2 separate regions of the Mus musculus genome follow, and region 1 is linked to region 2. A link is a contact called in public HiChIP or PLAC-seq data. All regions are on one chromosome and are shown on one strand. Each heading gives the region's core, a stretch centred on a gene start, on an enhancer-like site or on the middle of the called end of the contact. The rest is flanking DNA. Distances are from core to core; before and after follow the strand shown. Region 1 overlaps Gm46298 (a long non-coding RNA gene). Region 2 overlaps Cep112 (centrosomal protein 112).

What was found. HiChIP or PLAC-seq counts read pairs in DNA pulled down with a chosen protein or histone mark.
Region 1: a contact with region 2 is called in an H3K4me3 HiChIP or PLAC-seq map of embryonic limb bud, with 4 times the contacts expected there. The contact joins two enhancer-like sites. A contact is called at or near these places in 1 of 484 Hi-C or Micro-C datasets (uterus), 2 of 115 datasets of contacts at active chromatin or transcription factors (embryonic limb bud and forebrain) and 1 of 9 other capture datasets (adipose tissue).

The regions. Positions count from the first base shown.
Region 1 is chr11:108,889,949-108,892,648 of GRCm38.p6, reverse strand. The region is part of intron 2 of Gm46298 (a long non-coding RNA gene); the gene reads left to right. Among named protein-coding and RNA genes, the nearest start is that of Gm46298, 20 kb to the left of the region's middle. Within about 2 kb of position 1,443, at least 103 of the 459 cell types and tissues checked have an H3K27ac peak or open chromatin away from gene starts, as enhancers often do. A contact at or near this core is called in embryonic limb bud and uterus, where this site is marked.
Region 2 is chr11:108,620,351-108,623,050 of GRCm38.p6, reverse strand. All of the region lies in intron 20 of Cep112 (centrosomal protein 112), which reads right to left. Among named protein-coding and RNA genes, the nearest start is that of Gm51924, 51 kb to the right of the region's middle. Within about 2 kb of position 1,425, at least 23 of the 459 cell types and tissues checked have an H3K27ac peak or open chromatin away from gene starts, as enhancers often do. A contact at or near this core is called in embryonic limb bud and uterus, where this site is marked.

The DNA.
Region 1 (2,700 bases), core at 194-2,693, 270 kb before region 2:
TGGCCTTTTCTACCAGAAGAAGTCAGGCTCACATGGAACCTAGCTAGCAGGAAAAACATCACCCCCTCCCCCGCCTCCAAAAATCTGGGTTCCCGGAGGCAGCGGCTGTTTCAGGATCATTATGCTGCCCGCTTCTCTGTTAAAAAAAAAAAAAAAAGAAGAAGGAGGAGGAGGAGGAGGAGGAGGAGGAGGAGGAGGAGGAGGAGGAGGAGGAGGAGAAGGAGAAGGAGAAGGAGAAGGAGAAGGAGAAGGAGAAGGAGAAGAAGAAGAAGAAGAAGAAGAAGAAGAAGAAGAAGAAGAAGAAGAAGAAGAAGAAGAAGAAGAAGAAGAAGAAGAAGGGTGAGGGGTGAGAGAAAAACGGTGTGCGCTCTAACTAACGTTGGAAATGTTTCATTTCTCCTCTTCACTTAATCCCATTTGGAATGCTTGTCTACACGGGGAAGATGAAAACGCCAGGGGAAGAGCCTTTCTTTTGCAGTTTTCCAGTGGCGTTAGAAGGTGCAAGGAGCCACCTCAGTAACGAGGCACAGCCCGCCCGGCTGCGGGTGCAGGAGCCTCTCCCAACCCGGACCCTGCACCCCGCACCCCCTTGCCGCACACACAGTACACGGCCGGCCGGCGGAGGGGCTGCCAAACTCACGTTTTGCCCTGTTACGACTCCCCCGATCCTCATTTAAAAAAAAAAAAAAGAAAGAAAGAATAAAATAAAAACTCTCTTTATTGTGCGCAACATCTGGAAAGCTCCCTTCTCCATCTGCTCTGGGCCCTGACAAAGTTTTTGACCACAAAGCCAAAGGCTCCTTCTGTAGTGTTGTCACAGAGCTGAGATGTCCAGCCCAGGAGACTTGGGAGGGGTGAGACAAACAGGACTAGCCAGGTCTGCTGGCTGTTGGAGCTGAGAACCCAGAGCGCCCCCCCCCCTTCACCGACCCCCTCCACCCCCGGGGTTCTGGGGCCTGGGATTTCTAGTGCTCTGTGGAAGAGGGCTCCTGTTCCCGGGACTTACTTGAAGCAGGGCCCTTAGTCTGCGCCGGGAAGGACAGACTGCTTTGAGACCTCAAGGCTGAGGCTTAGGATATCCGATTGGAAATGATCCTGTTGAGGTTTTGCTTCCAAATGGACCCAGTCTCGGGCTTTTATTTCTTATCCACACACTCAGCTGGCTAGCGCTCTGGCGAGGGGGGTGGGGTGAAGGCAGCGGGCTTGGAAAAGTAGAGAGGTTTATGTGAAAAGATCAAAATGTTTCTCATACTTTCTCCAAAGGCCCAGGGCTCTTTTTCTCCCAGGGACTGAACTTTTTCTCTGAGAGAGTAATCCTTGAAAGCCTCGGCCCTCATTTCTTTTAGGTCACTCCTCCATTTCTTGGATTTAAAGGAAGCAGAGGGGTCACAGATGTGGGCACGCCACTCAAAGTGAACCACGGGGTGCACCCATCCATAGGAGGATTGGAACAGAGACCGAGAGGGGCTTACCAGCTGAGAGACCCACGTGCTCAGTCCCAGCCAATGAGACGCCTTAGAAATGTAAACTGCTAAAACAACTGTTGGGGGATGGGATGGGGTGGGGGGGGGCAGGGGTGGGGTAGGTGGAGGGTGTCGCGGGTTGTGAAGATTTCCCACTCGATACAGAGATGCTCACGAATAATCTGTTAGGTCAAGGTGCTCACGAGTCTGGGATGTGTCTGCTCCCAATTAACGTGAAGGCTAACGGTTAGCTTAACAGAAAACAAACATCTTCGAATTAAGCGTAATTATTGCAGATCTATAAAAGCTGCTTTATAATATGATTTGTGTAGGCCTTGGAGGGAATTTGAGTTGGACCGGAGGGTTTCATTTGCTTTCCTGCCAAGAGTCCAAACGCTCAACGTCCTGCGTAGAAATGAAAAGATTTAAAAAGCACCTTAAGCCTAAATCGGCCCACACTGGGCATCGTCGTAATCTCTCTTCCCCGTGTGCTTTTCCACTTGAGAGCGCTTTTCTAATCTTCGCACACCGCCAAGGAAGAGGCTTGCGGGTGTTTCCAGTAGAAGGGGGGGGGGGGAACCATTATGGAGGGGCTGTTTTTTTTAAAGAGTCTGCAAATGCCCTGGGTTATTCTAAAACGCTTCTAAGAATGCGCTGCTGGTTTTTCCTCTCCACAGGAAGATAGGACACACAAAATATTTTTAATTATCGGTTCAGGAAGAGCTAACCCTGTCTTCTGGTGTGCAATTTATGCTGGACCTGGCTGGGTGGCAAGCTGTCTGGATGACCATGCAGTGGGCAAGCAGAGGCTGGGGACTCAGGGGTAGGGTGGGGCTTGACCCCTTTAGGGGTTGCGGACTTGGTGGGTTGAATGTCACTGACCATATTTTTTGGGGGGAATGCCTCCTTTACATCTCGGAGGGCTTGGTTTGTTTCTAGGATATATTTCTGCAGTTGGGAAAAGGGGATTTTAATCACTAGTTGGAGTTACACCTGAATTTACCAAGAGATTTTTTTTTCCCAGAAAGAGCTGCAGGCCAAAACCGAAATCTTACCTTAGAAACCAAGAAAAGGGCTTATCTTTCATGTTGCTTTCAGAGGCAAGCTTTGTGTGAGATGAGAGGAGTCGTCAGGGACAGGCTTCTACTCCGGGTGGCTTTGCTGCCGGGCTGTAACAGCCCAAGGCCAGGGACATTTTCTTAATAAGTTTTCACCAGTGCTTGGCCTCAAGCAGGAG
Region 2 (2,700 bases), core at 176-2,675:
TGAAAAGAGAGATGGGCAATTGGAGGTTTTAGCACATAGCTGTTTCTTAAGATCGATGAAATGGTGGTGACCACTTCCTAGAAGCATGAGGAGAGAAAAAGTTAAGGGCTTGGCTTCCAACAATGAATGTAACAGAGCTGATGGCAAAAAAACAAAAGAAAGTTGAAAAAGAGGAAACAGCAGGAAACTTAGGGCCTCAGTGGAAGACCCAGGAGTCAGTCAGTAGGATGGAGTTAGTGGTGGGCAGGGAAGACAGCCCAGGCAAGGGAAGAATTGTCATGCAAGGTGGCCTACTTGTAGTCAGTGAGTGACACGCAGACCTAAAGAGGCCTAAAGGCAAAGCAGTGAGGGCTGCACCATGAGAGCTCTAACTTCTGAGAGATCCAGTGAACACCATGTGTCTGCAGAACGGGAGTTAGAGAAAATGTATTCACTGCTAAGTCTGCTCGCAAGTGTTCTATTCCTTCCTTTTTTGAAGGAGAAAAGAAAAAGAATTCTAGAATCTGTGGTATCCCATTGACTTCCACCAATACAAGTTTTTCCAAAGGGTTTATGCTTTGCTAGTTTAACATTATACTCATTAAGAATTTGTTCTAACTGTGGTTCATAGTTTAATTTATAGTTAAAATTGAAGTTCTATTTAAGAACATGAAAAGTACTACAGAATTATTAGTTATGTATCATCAAACAACACCAAATCTTCTAAGAAAATGAAAAAAACATATTATTCTGAGAAATAGATTACAAATTACTAATACAACACAGGTACACATTATCTTGAGAAAATTTGTTAATACATTATTATTTATCCCAGAACATTAAAAGAATCAGTTTTGACTTTAAAGTGGACTCAAATATACATTATACATTTATAATTTTCCTAAAGTACTCACTTACTTAGCTGTATAGCTCAAGGTACTGTTTATTATTCAGTAGTATATAGACAAAGTTAGAATCTGTTGTCACAAATGGCTTCTTTTCCAGATCAATAATCAGATAAGGAAAACTATTTAATGCAAAGTTAAGTGTTTTAAATTTGTTTTCCCTTTAAAAATAGTTTGGGTATCGCTTCTCGGCCTTTTGGCTAAGATCAAGTGTAAAAATAGTTTGGGTTCATCGATTTGACTTCATTAGCCTGAAATATGCTTGCACACAATAACACTGCAAGGAGGCTATGAAACAGCAGAGAAGCTTGGTCTCCAACCCTTCTTGTCAAATCGTAAGAGATTCCAATCAGCCAAACACCTCGCTAATAGTCATGGGCCTGCTGTTTTAATTAGCTGGTGATATTTCCGACCAAGAATCTCAGATGATGAAACTGTTTTTCCTTGTATTGAACCGGCTTGGCCCAGACTAGCCTGTCCCGCAGTGACATGTATATTGAATACAAATCAGACAGCACAGCTTTAAATCTGTGTTGCAGCTCTCATTTCCAATTCGAGAACTGTACCATAATCATAAGCTTCTGGTGGATGAAAGGGAATCAGCTCTCTGAATATTAGCTAATGCCACATTTGCAAGTCCTGAAGAGATCTGTGCTGTTAAAAAAAATAGATCATTTCGCGGGAACCTATATATATGAATTGCTTTGTAGTGTTCAGCTGATAGAAGCGATGCCTGTGCTGGGATTAAACCCTTTTCATCATAAAACCTCATCTGGTTCGGAGTCCAAGTCCATCAAACCTTTTTCCTTTAAAGTCCCGCCTTTGATTCTACATCAATTTATTCAAACCGCAGCTGGGTGGCTGAAAACGAAAGGACAGCATCATTTAAACCAACCATGTTCCCAACTTGAAAGAAGGGCTATAATTAAAAAAATGGGCATAAAAGAATGGAAATGGGATAATATTTTTTAATGGTAGTTCAAAGGCCGACAGATGTCAAAGCCTTTGAAGATGTCAGTACACTGAGCAAGAAGTTGCCATAAAAGAGCTCGCCTAAGAGGTGAAGCGGCTTTGTAATGGCTGCAGAAACCCTTGCAGACACATCCTTGTGTTTTTAATTTGTCAGAGCTTCTGCAGTATTTTCAGATTAATGACACATGATGATAACTGCATAGCAGACATATTTTTATACTTGGTTAAATGAATAGTTTATTTCACATTCTTTTAGAACTAGATAAGAATAAGGACACTTTGCTAGGAAGTCCCAAACTCTTCTGATTACCTCACATATTTATGCTAATTTTGTGGGACTGGCTCAAGGCAGAGCAGCTATTGCTGCCAGCTTTTGTTCTTTAATAGTCAGATTGCTTGTAACATTACAGTTCACATGTGGTAGTTAGGATGTGTTCCACCACAGCTTCCTTCTTTTCATGCACTCAGAACAATATGTGCCTGAATAATTAATTTGTGCACAAGTCATGTCAAAGCTAATTAATGTTTAAAAGCATTCCAGAGCTCAATCTAAACAACCACAGGCCACCATAGGGTTCTGAGGAGACAGAGGTGCAGAGGAGAAAACACTGCAGCCTCAACTACAATTTGACATCAGTTTACTTTAAAAGAAAGGCTTGTGGTGCTGAGAGTAAATGCTGGTGAGCACATTGCTCACATCCAAGAGAGGAAGGGCTCAGGGCGTCCACTCATCCAAAGACTTCTCTCATGTCAATTTGATTTGATCTGTGAAACTGACCTCACAATATTGATGAAGGTTAACCACAAATCTCTAGTGTGTAGTAGCAGCAGAAACATCTCCCAC